2 separate regions of the Sus scrofa genome follow, and region 2 is linked to region 1. The links are chromatin contacts, called in public HiChIP or PLAC-seq maps. All regions are on one chromosome and are shown on one strand. The core of a region is the stretch at or near the end of the contact, and the rest is flanking DNA. Distances in the headings are between cores, read along the strand shown. Region 1 overlaps LOC102162079 (a long non-coding RNA gene). Region 2 overlaps PDE4B (phosphodiesterase 4B).

What was found. HiChIP or PLAC-seq counts read pairs in DNA pulled down with a chosen protein or histone mark.
Region 2: an H3K27ac HiChIP or PLAC-seq map of skeletal muscle shows a contact between it and region 1, with 4 times the contacts expected there. The contact joins two enhancer-like sites. A contact is called at or near these places in 2 of 5 promoter capture datasets (fetal liver and fetal skeletal muscle), 7 of 47 Hi-C or Micro-C datasets (adipocytes, alveolar macrophages, embryonic fibroblasts and 4 more) and 2 of 2 datasets of contacts at active chromatin or transcription factors (alveolar macrophages and skeletal muscle).

What each region holds. Positions count from the first base shown.
Region 1 is chr6:146,112,746-146,118,248 of Sscrofa11.1, forward strand. It overlaps LOC102162079 (a long non-coding RNA gene), which reads left to right. Exons shown (of 8, transcript XR_298679.3): 4 at 2,005-2,146; 5 at 2,544-2,606. Among named protein-coding and RNA genes, the nearest start is that of SGIP1, 64 kb to the left of the region's middle. Within about 2 kb of position 3,341, at least 24 of the 83 cell types and tissues checked have an H3K27ac peak or open chromatin away from gene starts, as enhancers often do. A contact at or near this core is called in alveolar macrophages, fetal skeletal muscle, omental adipose tissue and 3 more, where this site is marked.
Region 2 is chr6:146,270,129-146,275,631 of Sscrofa11.1, forward strand. All of the region lies in intron 8 of PDE4B (phosphodiesterase 4B), which reads right to left. All of the region lies in intron 1 of LOC102162258 (a long non-coding RNA gene), which reads left to right. Among named protein-coding and RNA genes, the nearest start is that of SGIP1, 220 kb to the left of the region's middle. Within about 2 kb of position 3,188, at least 44 of the 83 cell types and tissues checked have an H3K27ac peak or open chromatin away from gene starts, as enhancers often do. A contact at or near this core is called in alveolar macrophages, fetal skeletal muscle, omental adipose tissue and 3 more, where this site is marked.

The DNA of each region.
Region 1 (5,503 bases), core at 2,091-4,590:
GGAGGAAGAGCGCACAGGGGCAGCAGGATGGGCTCACTGGGTGGCTTTTTGTAGAAGTGATCACTTGACTGTCATGTTCAAATGGAAATGCAAATTCTCAGAAGAGCCAAAGTCACTTTGAAAAAGATGAGCAAAGTTGGAGGAGAAGCACTATCTGATTTCAAAAACTCTTATGAAGTTAGAGTCATGAAACAGTATCATCTTGGCATCAAGATAGGCAAATAGATCAGAACAGAAGGTCTAGAAATAGACCACATGTACATGACAACTGACTTTTGATGAGGTACAAAAGAAATGAGTGGAGAAAGGATAGTCTTTAATGAACAGTACTGGAACAGTTACATATCTGTATGAAAAAATAAAGTTTGAGGCATACCATGTGTAATATACAAAAAAAAAAACCATCAAAATGGAGCATATTTAAAGCCTGAAACTACACAAACTCTAGAAATATAGGAAACTTTTGTGACCTTGGCTTAGGCAGTCTTCTTACACATGACATCGAAAGCACAGTTCACAATAATTAAAAATTGATCATTTGGATTTCATTCTTCAAATTTTAAGATGTGCTTTTTGCAAAATCCTGTAAAGATCATGGAAAGATAGGCTACAGCCTAACCAGAAGATGTTTGTAAATCAAATTATATATCTGATATAGACTAGATTTTATATATATATATATATACTCAAGTCACTTCACCAAAGAAGATACATCTACAGATAGAAATAGGGAAAACAGGGACTTGAAAAGATGCTCAACATCATTAACCATGAGGAAGATGTAAATTAAAGCTGGAGTGCAATACTACTACAAAGCTGTTCTTGTGGCTAAAGATAGAAAAGACGACAATGCCAAGTGTTGGCGAGGATATAGAGCTTTAACCAGTGTGGAACCTGGAGGAAGTTCCCTGAACACATTTCCCATCACCTGGCTTTGCCAACACTACCAGAGTATATCTAATTAGGGAAACAACATCTGAGATAAATGCAGTAGGATGAGACCTGAGCAGATGGTCATCTGCCTTCCACATCAGGAACATTGAACAATTAGGGACCTTAAGAGATTTGAGAGGAGTTTTACTGCACATTGAGGTGTGGTGGGTGCCACACACGGACTAGGATTTAGGGGATTCCTAGCGGAACCACACCTGAAAGCTCTTCATGAAAGAAGGTAGAAAGGGAGGCCTCCAAACTGGCATACACACCAGCAGGACACAACGGTCAGTCTCCACCATTCGAATCTCCATCATAAAGCGAAGTTTGATATTGCAACTTATCTGCTAAGAATGGGAGGGAAATTAAAGGCGGAGAAATATTGGAGGTTGTCCTTCCTATAAGGATGACCTAGAAGTGTGAGGAAAATGCCAGAAATACTTTCAAACAAGCAGACCAAAAAAAAAAAAAAAAAAAAAAATCAAGTATTTAGAAAATAGCATTGTTATTTCTGATCAATAACTTAGCACTATAAATTAACCAGGCAACAAGTAATGAGCATTCGACTTCAGTGGTTGTATTTTTAGCCAGAGAAGCACACATTCAGGATTCAAATCATGGAACTGAGAATCGCAAATTTTTATTTTTTTCTGAACACAGCTCTTTGTGCCCTGCTGCCCTTCCCCTTCCTCTTTGGTCAAAGCTGTGGGGTTTTCTCAAAGAGTCAACCATCTGGTGCTTTAATGTTCCATCTGCAAAGTAGAGACAAATATTATTGTTCTCAAGACGCAAAATAGGGGTCTAGTATATACTCCTTCAGTGAAGTAATAGACTGGTTTTTCAACACTTAAATGCTATCAGGGGTTATATTAGTTACCATCATCTTTGAGGGACTTAAAACCCTACAGAGGATGAAAACTACTTCCTGACTCTATAACTGTAAAAACAAACTTCCTCATTTCAGTAGAAATGACGCTATTAGCAACCAGTCAATACCATAAAACATGCATTTCCTAAGACTGATTCAGTTTTCAAATTTTCTCAGTGCTTTTTCTTTTATTTTCTTTTAAGGTGGAATGAAGCTCAGCAGCCTTCTAGCTGTTACTGCCCTTTCACATAGGAGCAAAGTAAAGCCTGGAATGACTGAATGACTTGACTAGCTTGACATAGCAGAGACCCTGGGCCTACTGATCTTTTTTCTATGCAAGAGCAGGTATGAGATGAATGGCTCGTCCCCAGTTAAATCCTAGGGGAAATATGTGTCTAATGCTCCATTCAACCTGCTCTTAGTACCAGGTTGCAGTGGTGAATCTGTTGTAAAAACTGATGGAAGGGATGGTATGAGCCATGGTGATAAAGTAACGTGGCTTCCCAGACTGGTTCAGTCCTCCATCACTCGAATCATCCTGAAGTGCCAACAAATCAACAGGGGGGCTATCCAAGAGAGAGGGTATGGAAGATTTTTTTATTCCTGAAGGCCAGACATCAATGCCCAAACATAGGATGTCTTCAACTTCCAAGGAAATTGTAGGATGAGAGCAGTGGGAATGGGGAGTTGGGATGCAGGGGTGAGTTGAAAGGCTTTCCTGTGAATCTCTACCTATTGGCAGATACATCCCCGCCAAGCCAATCCTGGTGAGACCTGGACTGAGGAAGGGGAAAGTTGCTGAAAGGTAAGATGGATCACAGTTCGGTGGAACAAAAAAGCTATTTCCAGAATATGGAACTTTATTTTTTTAATTAAAAAAAATTTTTTTTGTCTTTTTGCCATTTCTTGGGCCGCTCCCGCAGCATATGGAGGTTCCCAGGCTAGGGGTCCAATCGGAGCTGTAGCCACCGGCCTACACCACAGCCACAGCAACGCGGGATCCTTAACCCACTGAACAAGGCCAGGGATCGAATCCGCAACCTCATGGTTCCTAGTCGGGTTCGTTAGCCACTGAGCCATGATGGGAACTCCCCAGAATATGGAACTTTAAAACAAATAAAAGGAGAGAAGAAGATGTTTATCTGGGGACTCTAGGTAATATTCATAGAAGTTACACATCTGATGCTTTGAAATGTGTACTATCTCAAACAGATGTCCATAGCTGGATTTCCACTGAATATACAGGAAGCCCTGCCTCCTGTTTTATCTGCCTGCTGGGTCTGTGATTATAAAGGCAGTTAGGAGATTAGAGCTGGCCATGCCTAGCCACACCCGCTATTGCCAGTCATAATCTCCTCTGAACAACAAGAACAAGTATACGTCAGAATCCTAGACCTTCAGAGTGAGAGGGACCCCTGAAGAGAGTTTCTATCCTTGACACTACTGATTTTGCATGTGCAGTAATTCTTTTTACGAGGGGCTGTCCTGTGCATTGTGGGGTGGTTAGCAGCATCCCCGGCTCTACCCACTAGAGGTCAGTAAAGAGCTCCCCTGTGATGACAACCAAAAAAAACTCTCCAGGTGTCAGAAGTCCCTGGGGTGTGTGTGAAATCACCTTTGACTGAAAACCACGGCCCTAGAACACTGCACCCACCCCCTCTCACACCTTCTACATGTAAAAAATGAAAACACTTATATAGGACAGGAGTAAAATGGAGGGGTTTGGGAATAGCTCTGTAAAGCTCAGTGAAACTGTTACACTTTATATGCTTCTAGGAAAAATAAAACATAAAATATTAAATATTTAAATTTATATAAAATTCTAAATAAAATCTTTTTTTTTTTTTTTTTTGCTTTTCAGTGCTGTGCACGCGACATGTGGCAGTTCCCAGGCTAGGGGTAGAATCAGAGTCACAACTGCCAGCCTATACCACAGCCACAGCAATGCCAGATACTTAATCCACTGAGTGAGGCCAGGGATCAAACCCATATCCTCATAGATACTAGTCGGGTTTATTACCGCTGAGCCACAATGGGAAATCCCATTTCAAAGTTTCATTTTTTATTGGTCTTTTTCTCCTTTTAGGGCTGCACCCGCCGCATATGGAGGTTCCCAGGCTAGGGGTTCAATCAGAGCTGTAGCCGTTGCCCTACACCACAGCCACAGCAACTCGGGATCCGAGCCAGGTCTGCGACCTACACCACAGCTCACGGCAATGCCGGATCCTCAACCCACTGAGCGAGGCCAGGGATCAAACCCCATCCTCATGGATGCTAACTGGGTTCACTAACTGCTGAGCCGTGACGGGAACTCCCCATTTCAAAATTTTAAATGAGAAATTTGAACTTACTTCCACTGACGTATCTTTTTACTGACAGATATTCTGCTTGAAATGGCTTTATGCAACACTGATCAAGATATTTGAATGATTGCTTCAAATTCTTAGCAGTCTCTATCAACAAGTAACTTTATTCACACAAGCAGGTGATAAAAATATTTTAAATCATTGTTTATAGCCATTTGAAAATCTATTCCTTTTGAAATGAAAGAACCTAGTTGTGTATCCTTTTCTTACACTGACAACTCAGTTTAATTAATTAATTAATTAATTATTTGTCTTTTTAGGGTCGCATGCACGGCATATGGAGGTTCCCAGCCTACGGGTCCAACTGGAGCTACAGCCGCCAGCCTATACCACAGTTACAGCAACGCGGGATCTGAGCCGAGAAAGTGACCTACAGCACAGCCCACAGCAACACCGGATCCTTAACCCACTGAGTGAGGCCAGGGATCGAACCCCAAACCTCATGGTTCTTAGTCGGATTTGTTTCTGAGGTACCATGATGGGAATTCCTAGAGTTTAAAATTTTTATCATAAAATATTTCACATTTGAATTTTTACCTATCTTATGTTTCAAAATAATCATGAGGATTGAATTTCTACATTTCATATGCACTGTCAGAGTGGCAGTCCTGCAGCCAGCATGGGATTCTTGTCCATCAGCTGCAGATGAGCAAGAGACTCTGATATATGTAAAGACAGAAATCCTGGGCTACCATTTGTCGCTGGGCAGACCAGAAAGCCCCACCTGATTTCTGTACCCATCCATCCCCAACTGGCTGCATCTTGGCCTAAGCGCCAAGCTCTGGGCACCTGGCAACGAACTCCCTACTGGTCCTCAGACTCTGCCTAGGATTGTTAGTGCAGTGTTCTGCAGCCTGTGGATGCCCAGGATGTAGAGAACCTTCTTGGCTGCCCTCAGGGCATCACGGTGAAGCAATGCATGGGGAGATGGCACCTTATCCGAGGTCTTCTCTGGGAACTCCGAGGGTGCCCTTGGACTCCGCACTGCTAAGACCACTTCCCAGGGAGTGGTGATGAGACTCCTCTTGGTTAGAGGCACCTGGCCCCAGAGCCTCAGCCACTCTGCGTCCCACAGGGCGCTCTGAGAGTTGAATGATTCAGTCATTCAGAGCACACAGGAATCCATCTGTGGCACCACTGTAATATGGCACCTAGCTTGTGAAGCCCTGCCTTAGAGAATTTCACCTGCTCTGGGTGAGTATACCCCATGGCCCAGAGAAGGGTGCGATTCAAGCGACTCAACTCAGGTCACATGCTGGGGCCAGACTTCTTACTCCTGGTACTGTAATCACATAGATACTTCATTTCTTCTCTCTCTTTTTTTCCTTCTCCTTGT
Region 2 (5,503 bases), core at 1,938-4,437, 160 kb after region 1:
CTCCTGGTTTCCGAGAACAGCTCTGGAGGCAACTCCATAAAGTGCTGGCCAGGAGTTGTTGAGAAGCAAGCAAGTCAATTCACCCTGCCCCCCAGGATCACGTGGTCTTGGGGATGTGGGAGGGAGAAAAGGGAACTCAGATGGTCCTCTTCCTTCCTCTTTTGGCTCCCAGCATCCACGCTCATTCTTCTCCAGGTCAACACATCCTCCTTCTCCTCATTTCCCTCCCTCCCAAGAAAGAGGAGAGAAGGGGGCAGGTGGCCACGAGGGTACTGAGAGGGGGCATGCACTTCTTTCAAAAAGACGAAATAGACGCCCTCCTTGATGCTGCCTCTGCTAGGAGGATCTGTCTTCTCTCCAAAGGGAAGCACTGGTCCAGCCTGTGCTGCTGCTGACTGCTGAGCTGTGGGTTGAAGAACCTGTACCCAAGCAGGTGTGTGCCCAGACCTGAACATGTTTATTTACCTACAACGTAATGGGTTGTATAGCTGTAATAATTCGATCTGATAAAGTGAGGACCTCTCAGCTTTATGCAAAAGAAAACTCTCACTTGACTAAGGTCCAGTTTATCAGAATGCTAACTGGACCTTCTTCCTTGCAGTCTGCTTTTAAGAGAAAGAACCACACTTGTATTGAGTCCTCTTATATTTGGTTGCAGCTCCTTTTGGCCTCAGCCCTCCTAAGCTTCCCATGGTACGCCCTGGAGAATCCTACCTTCAGTTCTAAATCTATTTCCCTATCCTCAGACTTTTTACGGTTTCGGGGGAAAGGATCTTTCCAAAACAGACTGCCTTCTACATTGCATTGCGAGGAAAAAGCAGTCATTTAGAACCTTTTAGAAAGATCTCAACAAGGCTTTCTGTTTTGTTTCCTTACTAATACCAGTAGGTCAGGGCTCTCTTTTGTCACACGATGACCACCTGCTTTGTGTAGGGTGCTGTGGAAGGGTATTATATGACACTAATGATACTGATACTAATATTGACACTTTCTAAGTGCCTGGAGCTATTCTAAGTGTTTGACAGATGTTTATATATTGAATCCTTCCAACCAACATGTGAAATATGTACAACATCCATTCCAATTTTGGAGAGGATGCAATTGTGACATGGTCCAAAGGTCACACAGTGGGGGAGCTAGGGTTTGGGGGAGACAACCTGGCTTCGGAGCCTTCACTGTTCATTCCTATGCACAGCCCTTCTCATTTAGTCTTTCCAGCAATCTTGTGAGATGGAATATTAAAATGCCCCATTTTCAAGATAAGAAAACTGAGTCTCAGAGAAGTAACTTATCTAAGGCTGGTCCATGATACCAATCGAATTCAATTCAGGAAACATTAAATGAGTACCTACTTTGTGCCAGGCTCTGTGCTAGGCACAAAGAACATAGTATAGTATGAGAAACTAGGCACATTTAGTTGTTTTCATTTTTTTTTTTCACTTCATTTAAAACTGTCCTTTCTGAAGTGATGGATAATAAAGAGTTCACTTTGAGCAAAGGAAAGTCACATGTAGTCAAGATTAGCCAGGGATGCTGGCTATGTGCACGTGCCTGAGAGCTGGAAGATAGTTACACCAGCCTGAAAGAAAGCCAAATATGGGCTTCAGCTCCCTTCCAGTGCTTTCTGATTCTGCAATGAGCATTCCCTCATTTGTCTTTGTTCATTTCATAAACCTTTATTGAGCACATGCTCTAGATCTTCTGCTATAAATTAGGGATACAAAAAAAAAAAAAAAAGAGGATTCGTACTTGACTCGGGACACTAAGATGAGAAGAGGATAAAATTAAAATGAAAAATACATTATGACTGGGTGGCTGTACTGCACAGCAGAAATTGACATAACAGTGTAAATAAATGACACTCTAATAAAAATAAAATTAAAATTAAATAAAATGAAAAATACAGCACATTATGAAAAAGCGCAAAAATTGAGATTTTGAGATAATAATTAAGATAATTGTTGAGAGTGGTTTGGGATGAGTTGAGGGGAGCACATCCAGAAGATGGCATCTATGCTGAGCTCTGAAAGATAAGAAACGTACTTTCCAGACAGGAATGGGGAAAGGAACTAGTACCTGCTAACCATATACTCTATATTAGGGTTTGAACTGAGACATATATTTAGTTCAATCCTGAATCCAGAATCCAAAAATCAGAGCGATTATAAAGAACTCCTTCACTGCGACAATGTAAGCAAATCCCTGTGCTGAATATGTGAATGACATTTTTAGGAAAGGGCAGCCTGGGCGAGGGAACAGAATGTACAAAGGCAGGGAGGCAAGAAGAGCCTGGTGTATTTGAGCGACCGTCTGTTAGGTGCAACTCAGCGATCTACTGTGCTTGGGGGTAGGGGTTAAAGGGAGAGATGAGGACAAAGAAGGATTTAGAAGCAAAATTCTGAGAGACTTTGCAAACCTGGTAAGAAGTAAGGATCTTATCTGGACGGTTAAAGATCACTCGCTCAGCAAACAATATAACCATAACTGGATTTTAGAAGAATAATTCCAGTCACAGAATGGAAGGTGGATTGAAGTGTGTGGGGGGAATGAGTACAATAACTAAGCTGAAGGACCCCCCACCAGGGTTAACGTAGAGAAGGATGGAGCACGACACTAAGGGAGGGAGGATGGGAAGAAAACCAGGGGGTAAGATTGGAGCAAAGACCCCAAGAGCCAGCTGTGGGAGGTGGAGCGATAAAAGATGGTGGAGAGATACACAGAGCCAGGAATGTGGGGAAAGGCGCAGTGGTGGAGTTGGGGGTGGATCTGGGCCTCCGGATGAACCCAAAGGGGTTACTAAAGGTGGCTGGATGTCTGGCATTTCTGTGCCTACTTACTGATAAGCGTGTATACACACTTACTGATAAGGAGCGCAGGGAGTGAAGGGACAGGGTTAGGAAAGGCGATGAGCGCTAAGACCAGCACGGTGGATTCTGATAACCGGATTCGGAGAGAGCGCTCTGCTCAAGATGGCTCCCCGACTTCGTGCCTGGGGGCAAAGTCAGAAGAGTCCAGGTGTGAGGGCAAGATTTGGCTCTGACTCCTGGGCCTGTCCAGGTAAATAGAGTTGTCAGGAATACCCAGGAAGAGACAGATGTTTCCTGAAGAGCCCTCTCTGACATGCCGGCGAGCTGCATGACCAGGCTTGAGGCTGGCAGCAGCTGGGCTTTGGGAGGACACAGGCACGTGGGCAGCCTCCTGCCTCCTGCGGGACTCTGCAGATGAGCCAACTGAGAGAAGTGAAGCTTTCTTCTCTGTCGCCTCCTCCACCCTTTGCTTTAGAGCCTGAGTGCCGAAGCACAGGGCAGGCTGCACAAAGGTTGATTCATAGATGAGGGGCTGCAGCTAGAAGTCACCTAGAAGCAGCAGAAAGGACAAATGTGCGTGTGCGTGTGTGTGTGTGTGTGCAGGACACTGTTTATTCAGGCCACGAGGAGACAATAGCTCATATGGGCAGACAATAGCGATTTGCCTAGATAATTTATGCCACCAAATAAACATCAGGATAGGCTGTGTAGAGCTAAAGATGAGACACATTTTTTAAGAGTGGGGTGTCTCCCTTCAGAGTCTCAATGACAGGAGATGCTTTTGCACACAAAACATTCAGGCAACAATATCTAGGCATCTGCTCCAGCCTACTGTAACCAAAGAGAAAGAAAGGCCGGAACTAAAATGCAAAAGAAAGAAAGAAACTGTGTTTGGAGATAGGTCTGCTACAGTATAAACTTTTGCCTTTCCCTGGCTCACTGCTATAGCAAAACCTGATGGTTGTCTTTGTAAAAAACGTGTCTGTATCTAGGTCCCTGGCAGTGATTTGCCTCTGGGAGGGCCAGCAATCTATTTAATGACTCCATTGACGTCAATAGCATAACTGAAATACTTACTAACATGCATGATTCCAACTTTCAGGGGGGGTGGGTGGATGGTGTTTCTCAGCAGTGCAAAAACACGAAGTGGAACCAAGGCGGAACGAACTCCAGTCTTTAGGCAGCAAGTGAGAGATGAGAGGCTGTGGGTCTCCTCAGTTCCATTTAATACAAAGAAACATTCACACTAAATTTAGAAATTAATTTGGAAGTAGTGAAGTAGCCATTAATGAGCAGAGTATTATTTTTGGTAACCTTTGCTCAAGGGTAACATTTTAACTCTTCACACTTCAGTTGACTTGCTCATGTTTTTTTTTTGCAACTTACCCTTATCTCATTTTAGGACACATGGAATACTTGCAAATCAATATAAACAGCTCGATGCTGGGGCTCTGAGGTAAGCTTATTCAGGAGGGCTAATTTGAACGAAAGTAATCCCTACAAAACAACCATTTGGGGAAATACTCTCAGAACTACTACAGCTTTTCCAGTGCATCTGCCCTGTTATTTTGTATGCAGACTGTCTAAACATTCGAGGTGAATAATTAAGGAAATTACCCCAATAATTCAGGCCACACAACATTCAGGAAAAGAAGAAAAAAACAATCTGATGTTTTTAGGCTTTTTTTTCTTTCCTTTCCGCTCTCTCTCTGTAATTCCCTCCAATTTCTCCTTTTGTGCGAGTGGCCGCAGCCTTTGGTAACAAGATTGACTTTATTAGTATTTGTTCATAAGTGTTGTAACCCTGCTTGACAGTTCTTGCTTAATGTAGAAACGGAGCAAATGTGCTGCTTGTGCTGGGCTTCATTTCCAGTCATCTGACTCAGATCACTCTCAGGCCATCACCGTGGCTCAGAGAGCCCTTTACTGCTGTACACACGGTCCCTCTCTCATCCTAGACTCTGGCTGCTCCAGCCAAGAATGAGAACCGAAGCAAGGTCATGACTTTCTGAATTTCTTAGGATCCCAGGTAACCCACGGAGCCTCTTGTCCACTCCTCAAATAAACGCTGCATCTGACACACCCACATGAACCTTTCCAGGAGGAATCGTGGTCAGCAACAAAGACACAGGAGGAACTCATACTGAGAAATAGGCTTCTGGATTAACCAGTAAAAAGCCATTTCCTCCCCAGAATGACCTGGGGGACACATATAGAAGAAATGGATCCCCATGAGCACTAAAAAATATCAAGTCTGTTTCTCACTTAGGTCAACCTATTTCAATCTTACTGGAAAGCTCTATATTATCTCATCCTATTTCTCTGTACTTTTCTCGAAATATACCTAGTTGACTGGTGTTGAAAACCACCATGAGCCGAGGCTATGGATACCCAGGCTTTGAACCTGCAGCAGTCGAGCCTGAGTCCTCAAGGCATTTCTCGAGTCATCTTTGTGACATGGCTTGCTGACATTTCTAAGGACCCATGGCCTTGGGGGTTGTTCTTCATAATATCTGATCTGTGACATGGGTGAGGATCCTGCTTAGGACATGGATCAATGTATTTGGGAAGAAGAAAATCAGGACAGACTATTCCACTTCACCCATTGTTTTGGCTGCTAGAATGTTCCATATATGATGCATATTATTAAAAATCAAGTTGCATTTGTGATCATCAGAAGTGCTGGCCATTAAAAA